Regions from separate parts of the Gossypium hirsutum genome. Here all the other regions are linked to region 2. The links are chromatin contacts, called in public Hi-C maps. All regions are on one chromosome and are shown on one strand. The core of a region is the stretch at or near the end of the contact, and the rest is flanking DNA. Distances in the headings are between cores, read along the strand shown. Region 1 holds the start of LOC121212422. Region 2 holds the start of LOC107893947 (transcription factor TCP15). Region 3 has its middle 14 kb from the start of LOC107919874.

Region 1 (4,469 bases), core at 488-2,987, 160 kb before region 2:
TTTATACTCTTTCTATTTCTCTCCACATTTTGGCTAACCATATCTTCCCCTTCTTTGCCTGCTTCCTTTTAAATTATCATTTTAACATAATTAAATAAAATATTTTAATAAATCATAATCTTATATTTTCGGAAAATGAATTAAAGCATAATTAAAAATCCTAGGATTTTTATTCAAAATTTTCTAAAAGTAACAACTGAAATTTCTATTTTCTTTTAAAAAAAATTATGCTATTATATTATTATATTAATTAATTTTTAATTTGATCCATTTATTGAGTTTGATTCTGAAATATCTACTCACATGATATCCAATTGCTTCGGTTGGTATATAATGCACTATACTCAACTTAAATCTTAATTTAATATTTATGACTATATATGGTTTTGATCCATGTCAAACTATTCATGTTTTGCTACATCATAACAAAAACCACATAATTAATTTATATGAGATTTAACATGTTTGTAAAATTCATGTTCACATTTCACACAAGAAATTTCGGAAATTGGTAGTAAAACCACTTATTTTTATAGGGAAACACATAATAATACAATTTTAAATATTATTCTCAAATTCATTACTGTAATTTTTAAAAATTACTATCACCTCTATAAATGTTGGATGTGTTTATTCTTACCCCATTTTAATTTAGTTTTTGCAAGCTTTCATTCTTTTAAAGACAAATAAATATTTAAATATAATTCTTTAAAAAATATTTAAACATAAAATACATATTTTTATTTTTTACCTTTTTAATAGTTATAGATACAAAAGTAGGATAATAAAATTTATATATAAAGTAGAGAAATACACCCCACTTAAAAAAAAAACACCAAGTGAATCAGTTCATAACTTATTGAATGGCTTGAGTTTTACCATCCTTTTTAACTTAAAAACTTAACCTACACTTGTTGCCTAGAAAAAAATTTCACTACTAAAACTCAATCATACAAGTAATTATTTAGCATGAACTTTTGCACTTTTGTGTTCAAGCAAGTCTTGTAATTGAATAAGCATATATTTCTGGAATAATATTAACCTAAAAATGAATGTATTATTTCTTAATTTTAGAATTTCAAGAATATTAATTTTTTATATGTGAATTATATATAATATTTATTCTTCGTATATGTCACGTCAATGTAGTGTACAAAAATCCACAGCTCCTTTTCTGTTTTATGTTTGAGCTTTTCCAGTATTCTTTCCCTTGGGAACCACGAATCATTAATCTAACGGTTCAAAATCAAGGGGGGTCAACTCATTTCACCCAATAGTAATCATTCATCTCTGTCTTGTATTAGCACCACTTTATACTATTATTTTGTTTTGCGTCAATTTCCGATTTTGATCCCTCTATTGTTATTTTTATAATAGTATTAATTAATTAATTCAAATACCTAACATTTAAGCATTTCAATTTCTTTTACTTGTACTCATCATGTTGACGTGTACGGGTGGGACAACAATAGGAGTGGTCCTCTCAAAATTTTTAAATTTTAGGACTTTTGAAGTTGTTATAAAATCTTTAAAAATTGAAAATTTTTACCCGTCCCCAAGATTTAATGCTAAGATTTGACAGATAAGTCTTTGGTATTACAAAGGATATTTTAAGAAAATATTCAATCCTATTTTAATCAAATTAGTTAACATATTAATTATTTTGGATTAAGTAACCTGATTTAAAAGGTAAAAGATCAAACAAGGGTGAATTAAATATGTTTTTTTTTTGCTGTTTTACAAAATTTATAAATTCAAAAAATAAATTTAAATTTTTATAATTTTATTCCAGGCTTTTTATACAGAATTCCTGACTTTTGCTCCTAACATCAAACTATGCCAAACTAAAATACGAAAACTAAATATTAAATTTAAGCATAGTGGAAGGACCAAAAACTAAAATTTTGACCATTTGGTTTTTGTGTATTAAAAAAATATTCTTTGCTTTCATTTTGACCGCAACTCCACTTTCCTTTCCTTCTCTATATAACCCTTTCCACCCTTCATTTCTCTCCTCATCCTCTTCTGTTTCTTAACCTCACGATTCCCTTCGTTGTTTCCTCAACTTTCAGTGTTTATTTATTATTATTTTTATTTTTTTGGTTTAGTGTGTTGCAATGGCCGAGGAGCCGACACCAAAGCGCCAAAGAGAAGAAACCCAGAGCTCAAACGAAGAACATGTTGAAGAAACAAAACGCCATAAGTCTTACAATCACATACTCTCTTTGCTTGAAGTCGAAGAGGATGAGCCCAGCCAAGACTTGTCCCCCCTAATCACCACTTTACAGCAACAGCTCTCCTCGGACTCCGTTTTGGATGCCCCTTTCCCTCTTTGTGAACCAGCAACACCATCGCCCTCGAACCCAGACAAGGAAACCGCCACCACCGTCCTCAGCTTAGAAGACTGCACATCAGCAACTTGTTCCTTGAAAGAAGATGATGATGATGATGATAAAGTGCAAGTCATAAGACATTTGCTTGAAGCCTCTGATGATGAGCTGGGGATTCCAAATAGAGAAGATGGCGATGGAGATGGTAGCGGTGGTGGTAGTGATGTTGGCTTTGAAGTTTTTGAGTTGGAAGAAGGTTTCAACAATGGCGGAAATGGGTTTGCATTGTGTGATGGGTTATGGGAACTTGAAGATGAGGCTGCTAATTACTATACTTTGTTACAGTCTGAACTCTTCATGTAGCTTCATGGCCGGAGAAACTACGAAGCAGAAAGAAATGGTAGGGGTAAAGAAGGGGAAAAACAGGGAGTGAGGTGGGGAATATGAAAAATGAAGGCGATTATTTTTTTGGGGATTAATTCATTTTGGAACCCTCCAACTTCTTTGAAAATATCAGGACTTTCCCTTTGTTTCTTTGTTCAATATTAAAATTAAATTGTTAAAAGGAGGAATATGCTTTATATTTTGTCCCATATTTCCTAATTATTTTATCCCTTTCCATTCTTGCTCTATACGTTTTTAAGTTGAAGGGTTGAAAATTAATTATTTTATTTTGGTAAAAAAAGAAAATTTCTTTTAAGGGATAAAATATAAAGGCAAACTGTGCTTACCCTAATAATCCGTAGTTTATTCGGTTCGATTCCAAATTTATTTTGGATTTAATGCGACTATCAAATGATAATATTTTGTACACATATTAACATGCAGGTGAAAACACGAGATTATCATAAAATCTTATTGTGAGAAAATTTAAAATTTTATTCAAAAAAATAAAGAAAGTGGAAATCAAAATATGTGCATGTATTTTTTTTCATATTTTATATTATATTATTTCACATAATTAATGATATTATTCATAAATCTAATAAGTTTAATTAATTAATTAGTTATTAAATTAATTTAATTAATTTATAATGGGTTATTAACTTCAAATAATTAATTTATAAGTTTATGATGTTTCAGATTCATGGTAGAATATTTAATTAGGGAATTTAATAGTTTATTAAAGTGATATATCTAATTTTACTCATTGAAGATTATTTTCTATATAATTATTAGATTTCTTAACCTGAAATTTAATCACATATGTTTTATAGAAAATTAATTTAATAAAGAAATTACTTTATAATTATAGATGTTATAAGTGAAAAGCTATTATAGAGGGTTTAAGATAAAATATAAAAATTTGATTCTTTTACACACATGATTGTTATAGCGAAATATTATTATAGTATATTATCAACAAAAAGAAAAAAAAATAACTCTTATTAATAAGCTAAAAAATAAGTGTTGAATTTTAATTTTTAAAATTTATTTGACATATTATTTAAAATTAAATACTAAGTAATTAGATTGTTTGATAAATAATAATATAATATTTTAAAAATAAAATAACAATTGAACATTTTCTCTATATAAGTGATAAGGGACATATCTAATTATCATTTTTTCAGAAAAATTTCATCTAATAGTTTTTATTGTAGATTGTCAAGCATGTTTAAAAAAATTACTAAAGATATTGAGGTAAATTATTTTTTTCAATAGTTGATCAAACAAGGGTTAAGTCTTTATTATAGGACTTAGATAAAATTAATTCATCTACTATTAAACGAAATTTATTTTGTTTTGTTTATAGAACTAAATTATTCTTTGAATCTATTTTACGGTCTACTAATCTTTTCAAGGTTAATGGTTGTTCCTTCTAGTAATATCGTCTCCAATATTCTAATTTAAGTCTTTCAATTAAAGTGCAATGTGTATTACCCTTACATTTAACACTTGTTGGTAAATGAATCTATATGGACTAAATTAAGAATTTGCCAAGTACTTTCGTCAAAGAGACTTTTTCATTTAAAAAATAATTAAGTCTTTTGAGAATTTTAAAATTGTATGTTCTAATCTTATCCGGTAATATTATTTTCTAAAATTTATTTTTAACTAAGTTTAGTTATATTTTTATTTTAAGTTTATTTATTTATAATTAAAAGATATTAAATATTTAAAAAATATTTTTATATA
Region 2 (5,151 bases), core at 1,378-3,877:
AAATGAAAAAAAAAAAAAAAAGGGTTTCCCAATTTAGAAAACCTAGAGGAAAATCACCATTGTAATATATAACTTGCAGCAATGTTAACAAGACGAAGAAGAAGATGATGACTACCCAGTTCTTCTGTTGCAGTCAAAAGGGTTTAAAAGAGAGAATAAAAGAAAAAAGAGTTGACCCACAGCTTGTTGATGAAGGTGGTGACAGGTGAGAGTGGTACTGGTAGGGACATTAAATAATAAAACCAAACACTGAGTCTTTATATTATCACCACCAAGCTTTCCTTATATGAAGAAGAGGAGGAATGATCCTGTTTTATGGTTACTGATTGCTTACTGCTTTTAGTCACCCAATAGGGGCTCACATCTCCACCTGAGACACTACCTCCTCCTTAACCCTCCATCCCTTAAATGTTAATGCCACCAAATACAAGCACCACATATATGTGCCCCCCTTGGCAGCACTCTCAAATTATGCCCATTTAGGGAAAACCCATACCAATTAACTCCGATTGTTAATGCACTAAAACTCCACCACTTTAGTGAAGGATTTTCATCTAAGGAAGCATTATCATGTTATTAAGAGAGAGAAGAGAGAAATAATAATTACAATAATGGTCTAATTATGAATTTTATCCCTCTACTCTACTTTAATTTATCATAATCTAGTCCTCTTATTTTTATGAAAAAAAAAAGTTAGTCCAACTGAGTAATAATATTAAATATTATTAATCTAAGGACTAAATTAATATAAATCAATGGGTGAAATTCATGTGTGTATTAACGACTAGGCTAACTTCACAGTTTAATAAATGATAAGGATCAAATTCTAATAAATTAAAATAAAAGGATTAACTTATCAACTTCTTATAAAGTAGAAAGATGGAATTCAGAATTAGAGAATGAATTATGATGAATGAATGATGAGTTTGTTAAACCTAAGCTAATGAAATCTAGTCTTAATGTTGAAAATGTTTCAATTATTAACATTGATATGATTAAAACTGTTTAGTCACGCCCCCAGATATGCTTAATTAGTCCCAAAATATAATATTAAATCTTTCATATCAAACCCTATTTAAATTACTCACACTCAATTGCATTGCACATATATGTACTACTGAAAATGTAAGTGAAAAAGGAAGAATAAAGCATGATGAAAGCCATACACTTGTTTAACACTAGCTAGTTGAATCATGCCTATTTTCTCCACCGTGGTGTTAATGTGATCCACCGGCCGGGGGCTCGGAAACACCAATACCCGGAACTGATCTATAAGCGTTTAGTGACGCCAGCATGCTTAAATGAGTGTCGGTAACTGAGCCACCGCCGGCACCGATTCCGGAACCAAATTGTTGGGCCGGGAGGAGAGCCATTGGAGCGGCTAAATTCATAAAATGCACCCCACTAGACATAGTACCCCTATACATATTAGTGTTATTAGTTGAAGGAAATGTCCACATGGGATCCCCAGTGCCACTCCCACTGATGACTTGGTTGCCTATCCAAAATGTTGCCGGGATCGGATTATGACTCGTCGGAATCGAACCCGTATTAGATTGTATCAAGTAACTTCCCACCTGATTTTGTGGCGTTTCTTGCTGCTCAGGCCTCCTCCTCTTCCCTATACTAGTATCCGCGGCCTTGGCGTCCCGAATCTCTTGCTTAGCTTGCAAGAAAGCGTTCAAAGTAGTGCTACTAGTACCAGGAAAGGTCAATGAATCTTCAGATGCTAAAGCAACACCAGGAAATAAAACCCTTCGTTGTTGTTGTTGAGATGAATCGTCAAGGACATTCCTTTGATCCCATTCACTCCTCGTCCTCAATTGTTGTGTGGTAAAATTTGGATTGAAATAAGTGTTCCTCAAGTGTGAAGCCGACATGCTAGAACCTGAACTTCTTAGTGAAATATTAAGGGACGTGAAATTTGCAGGGATAGTACCTGTCCCCGTGGCAGCAATAACCGCGGGCTCAGCTTGTTGGAGCAACCACTCAATGGTTTCACCATCTGATTTGTGACCAAGCTCCCTTGTTAGCTGGAAAACCCTATCAGCACACGTAGCCGGCATGCGGATGCGACGGCCTCGTCCTTCCACTTTGGTGTGCCGGTCCTTGGTTGAAGTCCTCTTAGGTGGAGGTTTCTTGGAGGGAGGTTCCAAGGTTGGTTTGGAGCTGGTGTCGACGTCGGCAGGGTCGGAACGAGGTTGTTCCTTCTTTTCTAGGAGCTGAAGAGGGAAGTTCGGCCTGCGGATCCCATTTTCATCCATGATCATGTATGAGAGAGTGGGATTATATCTTTTTGGTGGTTTGGCTCTCCTAGTACATGATCTGAAGGTGACCCTCAATTCGGTGACTTTGATGGCCTAGTGGGTCTCTTTCTTTTTAGCTATATGATGTTGTGTTGTGTAGCTTGGAATTCCCTTTAGATGGGGAAGATTGAAGCTGCCGAGTTGGTTTTCTTATCTCTGCACAGACCAAAGAGAGAGAGGGGATAAGGGGAAGGGGGCAAGCTTTAAGCAACAAATACAATGAGTGAGAATTATGAGGGTGGGCTAAGAAAGAAAAGCAAAGACTTTTTTGGATGGGAAATAATTCGTTGAATTGAGGACCTCTTTGTAATTTTCCTTTTCTATATTGTGAAAATAAAATGAGATAACCCTAAATATAGAGAGAGATCATATAATTGTGGTTGGATAGTCCCTTGATTCAAACTCCACGTGCGGTGCTCTTTTATCATTCAATCCATAAAGACAGTGGTGGGGCCCTCGTTCCTTTACTCTGAAAAACTCAATCACTCGTTAAAAATATACAAATTATTTAGATATAATAAAGTGGTCCCCATTCCATTCTTGTAATCATTGCCTTCTGCCTTTGATCTTAATTTTAAAACAAAAGTTTACCTCTAAATAATTCCATTACTTGTAATACATCTATGATGCATGTGAACATGGTTTTATATCAAATCATCGATTAAGTTTGATTTTTCTTAATTGGAGAAATCTTAAAAACTCATTTCCTTAAAAAAAATTTCTTTCCAAGAGGAAAATCCGTTTATTGGGGATGAGAGTGAAGGATACTTGATGAAAAATCTTTCAGTAGATCTCTGAGTCAAGACCCAACACTTTTCAGGTCTCCATCTTTGAACATGTGAGCCATACAGTCTGCAATATTATATATATATATATGTGGTCCTTGAAAGTATTGTTTAAAAAGCTTATATACCCAAAATATGCCTTTTATTCCATTTTTCCATTAAAGGCTTTCATCTCTATCTATTTTGAAGTTTTGTAGGAGCAGGGGTACATTTCATAAGATCAATAGTCCTAAATCTTCCGACCAATTGAACGTTGTGCATGAGGAATGTGGTGTTGGATAAGGTGAAAGAATATAAACTTTTCTTTTATGCCAAATTTTGTTGGGACATAATAGTAAAAAGTTTGATGTTACTAAAGTAATGGAAAATCATTCGGATAACATAGATAAATATAATGTAATTATACATTGTTAATTAAACACGTCTAAAGAATTAGAATTCTTTGTAATTATAAGAGGATGAAATTACTAGTTTAGTAACTATAGCTTTATCCAATTATTTTGTGGTGTCCAAACACACTCTACCTAAAAAAAACTGGCTAAAAAAATTAACCTAAAACTTTTATTCAATAAATTATCATTTTAGTCCCTCTAGTATGTTCAAACTTTAAATTTAATCATTACACTTTAATTTGGCGTAGAAGAGGAGTTCGAGTCTTAATATCTAAAATCTCTTCTTCTTCTTTTCGAGCAGTCAATATATCTACTCATACTAGTGTAAAACTCAACTAATTTTACGTACTTATGTAAATTTTTGTACGATTATTATTTTTATAATTCAACTATAAGCTATTATTGATGAATAAAACAACTTGAATTATACCATATGTGTATATGTATACATATAGTACATAAGAAAGACCCACCAGCAAAGAGGAATGAGAGAGAAAGCATAGCACGTCTAACCCATGTGCCTAACAGGCCAAAGTGTAGCTTAAAAGGGAACAAAAATAAGCACATTGCCTAAAATATAGCGACTTCCAAAATCTATTTCAACAACCAACATACCTAACTATCTCATAATTCGATTTTCTTTTCCCCATCTTCTCTAATCATTTTTTTCCCTCTAAATCTCCACTAATCACCCTTCTTCCTCTTGATTATGACCCTTCCTTAATATGTCACCTTTCTTGCTTTAACTTTTTCATTTCTTTTTTGTTTTACTAAATCTTTGTGATTTTGAAGAAAAAAAAACCCAGTACATTGTCATTTCAAGTTCCCTACACCTTAACATGCATGTAACAAAACAATGGTGTGTGCGCAGACAGTGGCATTTGCCTCTTTGGATATATGGTTTAATTCTTTTTGTAGTCCTCTTAAATTTTAATTAGTTTTAGCTTTTATGTTAAATGAATAATTTTTAGCCTTCTTAGATATTAATAATTCAAATTTTTAGCTTTATCTTCCGAAATTTTTAATTTTATCCTAATCATAGAGCACAATGATTCTCGATATGAAACCAATAATGTCGAAGTTGTCCTGATGAAGTACTGTTTATTATAAAGGAACACCACATAGAAGAAATACCTTTATCTGAAACTTTACAAACGTTATTAGGCAAATCATGGGTTCCTATATGTTATAACATTATCTCCATGTAAGTAATAATAAGAGTTGAGAGTGTATGGACAAGGGAAGTTGTATAAATTCTATTCAATATTACCTTTTTAAAAATAATTAAAAATTAATATTTTTTGGGAAGCCGATTATAAAAATAAATAAAGGGTATCATATGCAATATATCTCACCAAACAAATATTATATTAAATCGTTTTATCTTTTCATTCATCAAAATTATTGATATTATTACTATTTTTCACGTCTAAAAATAAATTTGAAGTAAGTTTGATGCAAGCAATTTTAGCATTAACTCTTGGACCAATAATAGTGGGATTTGGACCACAGCAGTGATGTACTATTTTATGGTTGGTGCATGGTACAAAAACATGCCATCATCTTCATTTCAATACAAAAGTGTTTTTTATTTTTATTTGGGTAATAGAAGAAATCCTATGTGGGTGTTCCTCTTCCGCTTAAACAAAGAGTTTCTATTTATACTTT
Region 3 (4,897 bases), core at 1,324-3,823, 220 kb before region 2:
TGATGCATAAATAGTGCATGAAACTCATTCAAGTGTGTAGGGGTGTAAATGAACAGAACGATCGATAAATCGTTCGTATAACGTTAGTTTATATTCGTTTATTAAGCTAAATAAATTAGTATAAACAAAATTTTTATATTCAGTTAATAAACGAACGAACACGAATAGAGGTGTGTTTGGTTCATTTATATTCACAATCAAACTCATTTATTGGTCGTTTATAAGCTTGTTTATTGACTCGCTTATTTATTAATGATATTTTCTTATTAAAATTCTATTAGTATATATTGATAAAATTATCTTAAAACTCGTTTATTGTTCCATTAGCATATATTAATAAAATTATCTTGATTTGTATTTTTTTTCATTTATAATATAATTATTTATATTTATATTTATATTTGACTATTTTAGATCTAAACAATATATGTGTATGTATTTATTGTCTGTTTGTTTGTTTATTATTTATTAACATTGTTCGTGAATATGTTCGATTAAGTTAAATGAACACGTTCGCGACCATTAAACAAACGAACATTAACAAAAAATTGAAATTTTTAATGAACATAAACTGAACACGAACAAGCTTAAAGTAAACAAACAAACATGAACAGAGATTTGTTCGTTCAAACTCGGTTCATTTATAGCCCTACTTGTGTGGTGAAAAAAATAAAAATATATGAAAAAATTATTTAATCAATTTTTTAAAAAATTAATTATTATAAAGTAGAGGAGAAATTCACTTACATTGATGTGAAATTAAAGTGGCTTTACACTCTTTTGTAACTTTTGTATAATTAATTTTTTAGCAATCTAACTATTTTATTTCATGCTTTATATTCATGTAGATTATACATGTTAAGTTTAATATAAATTAAGAAAAATCTAATGATTCGTTTTATGTAAAAAAGTTTTAACTATTTTTTTTTACAATTATATTTATAAGTTCAATAATTAAATTGTTAAAATATTAAAGGTAAACTACACCCAAGGTCACTCTAAAATAATATTTTTCCTATTTTGGTTACACTAATTTTTTTTTAAGTTACTCACTCTAATTAAGATAATTGTTCGAACTAGTCACCGTCGTTAAAAAATTTATTAATTCACTAATAGATTGCTGACATGGCACCCTAGCCAATTGAACGAACCATGACATGGGCACTTTTTTTAACTTTTGCCTAAAGTTTAAGGACTTATATGTAATTATTCCAATTTTTTTCTGTTCCTTCTGTAACCTGTCCACCATCAGGGAAACCAGTTGGTGGCGACAATGGCGGCACCAGCGAGGATCCTCCGCAAAGCGCCAATACCCGCCCATGAGGAAGGAAGCGACGCCGCTGAGTGATAATGAAAGGACGTCGATGGCGCTTGCACTGGTTTCTCTCAAATTAAAATACCATACCATTGACAATTCTTTTGTTTCTTCCATTTTTCAAATGCAAAACTTTGAATTTTCTGACACTTACTGATAACTAATATCTTTAATTTGTTTGGGCATGTATTAATTTCATTATAATTGCAATTGTTTTACTGCAATTATTAACTTGAAATTCGTTGATGCTGAAGGGAAAGAAGTATCTTCTTCTTCTTTGAACAATAGCTCTTAGTTTGGTAATTGTTTCTACCTTAGAAACTTTACATTGTACTTCTCTATCATCTTACCTGCAGCATTAATGATACCAATTATGATTCTGCAAGTAGCAACTCCCATATTGTTCAAATTGATACCTAATATGATGAATTTGGGTGTTCTTTTGCACTGGTTTCCCTCAGAGAGCAACTCAAATAATGAGATTTCTCGCTTTTCTCTATGATTCAGTTTGTATACATAATTACAGATGTTTCAACACATGGATGGATCATCATCATTAACTATCTAGCACATGGATGAATCTTTCCCGGTTGTTGAAACTTGAGTATTCACAATTAGTCTTTTTTAATTTTGGAAGTATATAGTTATTTAAATCCCACTCAAAATTTTGGAGGAGAAAGTTTCCATCAATGAAGCACTCAACAAGCATTGGGATCCGATATTTTGGCCTGTATGAAATGTGCCATCGAAGACGAGGTCGACATCCTCTTAGTGGCAGCACTCCCTTCCTCACGAGCAGGTATTGGCGCTTTGTCGAGGATCCTCACCACCAACTAGTTTCCAGATGGATAAGAAGGACAAGTTTCAGAGAGAGAAGGGAAAGAAATATATAGATATATATTTTTTGGCATAATTACATATAGGTCCCTAAGCTTTAATTAAAAATAAAAATGTACCATGTGTCACTATTAATTTGGCTAATGTGTTACGTGAGCAATCCATTAGTAAATTAACAGATTTTTTTAATGACAATAATTAGTTCAAATAATTATCTTAATTAGAATGATTAAATTGAGAAAAAAATTAGAATAATCAAAGGGACATGGAGTGTGATTTACCCTTGGGTGTAGTTTACTCAAATCTTAATTATATAAAAAAGTGGAACGGGAAAAAAGACCAAGGTCGACGGAAACTGTCAGCCTCATGCTATGAAAATCCCTCACTTTAAGAATAGGCCCATGGGTTCACCCATTGTTATAAAGCCTGCAACCTATTTTCACTGTTAATGGGCCCATTCAAGTGCAATAATGGCCCACTCACCCTCCTACCCTCTTATTACTATGAGTTTCTCGTCCAATGAAATTTTAAAAAGGAAAAGAAATTTACTATCAACGTATAAACTTTATTATATATTATCAAGTAATTTAAAATTTTATGGATGTAGCAAAAACTTTTGGAAAATTATTCGGTATAACGTTAGCAGAGTTTTTAAACTCTACAAAGTGCAGTTAAATATTGATAAATTTTTTATAGGAGTATAGTAAATTATTAAAAATATGTATTTTAAAAAAGAGACACATATTAATTTTTTAAGGCTATTTTTCAAATAAAAAATATACTACCAGTATACCAAATACTCACACAAAACTTCTAGGTATATATGTGTTTTCAACATCATTAAAACTACTTAAAAAATTATTAGTATCTTATACATTACCGATAAGAGTTAAAACACTCCACAAACGGGTCTAGATTGATGCAAAGTGTTTTTAGAGTGTATTAAAATAATAATAATAAAATAATTAAAAAAAACATTTGACATTTTCCTAAATCCGCTTGTAAAATTTTTTAACTCCACTAACAATAAATAAAATAATTACCTTAAAAAAACACTTAGTTGAGATTTATGCTCATATTCAAAAAAGTTTTATTTTATATTATAACATATATTTCTTTTCATTAATTTGTCCCTTTTAGGTGTAACGTTGATTTAATATTTGTATTTAGTAAGATGGTAAAATTCGAACATTTTATATAGTGATAAAAATGTAATAATATAATATAGAAAAAAAATCTTATATTTTATATTTATTTTTTAAGAATTTTTTTAAATATTTATTTGACTTAAAAAAATTTAAAAATATTAAAAATAAATAGTAAAAATTAAATTAAAAGGAAGCGAGATAGACTGAGGTAAAAATGAATACATGCAACATCCATGGAGATAGTAGTAATAATTTTTAAAATTATATATTCATAATGAAGGAGAAGTAGTGATGAAATATAGTATACCAATTATATAAATTTAACAATATTTACTTTTAAGTAAAAAAAAATAATGATTATTATAACAGAAACGTTTAAAAGATATAATGTTTATTAACAGACATATTGATTAGGAGTTTGAAGGGTTATGGTACTTATACTACCATGTTGGGACCATATTTTCATCATTAAACATTCACAATATAACAAATTCATGTAACTTAAGGCTTCACCTAATGATTGATTATTATATCTACAATGGAGAGGTTTTTGTAAAAAATAATTTTCTTCGCTATTATAATTATATTAAACTACCAATTAAATATTTTTTCAGTTTAAATGTCACAAATTAATTATCAAAGTTGTTAATATATGATTTCAGAAAATAAATAATTGGTTATGGGAGTCCAGATTAAGAATCTATCACATTTCTTTAATTTATATTTATGATTTTTAAACATTAAATTATTGATTTTTTTTTTAATAAAGCTTACATTTTGTAAAGATTCAACACACATCATCACCTCACGCAGGTAGAATTTCAGATTGATAAGCAAAGATTACACAGTTAGTTTGCAGCAACACTCATCCATCCCTCCATCACTTACCATGCATGCATTACTCTTATGGTTAAACATGACGACAACACATGGCTTCTCAGACAATATTAGAACAAGGATTTCTTCTTAAATTTGAAAACTAAATGGAAAAAGGAATAGCTTTGGGGGTGAATCCATTAATGGCAGCATTTATTCCATTTCATTTTTACCAACTGATGAAACCCTGTAATGCAAAAAAACCCCCAAGGGATTTTCTTTTATGTGTTGTTTTCTTTACAGCACCTGATTCTTACAATGGGAAAATTCTTGGTCCCCAGACAACAATATTAATGTCTTAATTTTCATTCATGTTCGTATATAATAGTCTGGACATGACTAAAAGTGCTAACAATAGTAACCCCCTGGAAAGGTTGTTTATATATAGTTGGCCTATCAACATCTAAAGTCAAAATATGTTTATAATATTTTATTTACATTAATCACATACATACATATATATTTATTAAAATGGATTTAATAATAAACCTACCTATCATTTCAAAGAAGGAAAATGTAGAAAAAACCATGTACATACCTTATTCAACTATGAATAGGAGTAAGAAGGGAGGGGGGCACACTAATTTGAAAATACACAAATCTCACCCTTATCTATCTAATCAACCGACCTTATCAAAGTTAAAACAACCTCTCAATCTTAATCATTAACTTTCCTTACCCTTCCCTTCTTTCGGGTCTAATTCTGATTTTAGTCCCTTCA

Evidence for each region. A called contact is a pair of places that touch in the nucleus more often than the background predicts.
Region 1: a Hi-C map of leaf shows a contact between it and region 2, with 1.9 times the contacts expected there. The contact joins the promoter of LOC121212422 here to the promoter of LOC107893947 in region 2. A contact is called at or near these places in 5 of 34 Hi-C or Micro-C datasets (callus, hypocotyl and leaf).
Region 3: a contact with region 2 is called in a Hi-C map of leaf, with 1.6 times the contacts expected there. The contact joins the enhancer-like site here to the promoter of LOC107893947 in region 2. A contact is called at or near these places in 2 of 34 Hi-C or Micro-C datasets (hypocotyl and leaf).

The regions. Positions count from the first base shown.
Region 1 is chrA13:19,647,334-19,651,802 of Gossypium_hirsutum_v2.1, forward strand. LOC121212422 reads left to right here and starts at 1,738. Exons shown (of 1, transcript XM_041085027.1): 1 at 1,738-2,911. The coding sequence starts at 2,118. The coding sequence ends at 2,693.
Region 2 is chrA13:19,808,872-19,814,022 of Gossypium_hirsutum_v2.1, forward strand. LOC107893947 (transcription factor TCP15) reads right to left here and starts at 2,628. Exons shown (of 1, transcript XM_016819109.2): 1 at 1,046-2,628. The coding sequence starts at 2,270. The coding sequence ends at 1,218.
Region 3 is chrA13:19,588,413-19,593,309 of Gossypium_hirsutum_v2.1, forward strand. No RefSeq gene overlaps it. Among protein-coding and RNA genes, the nearest start is that of LOC107919874, 14 kb to the right of the region's middle. Within about 2 kb of position 2,574, at least 2 of the 9 cell types and tissues checked have an H3K27ac peak or open chromatin away from gene starts, as enhancers often do. A contact at or near this core is called in leaf, where this site is marked.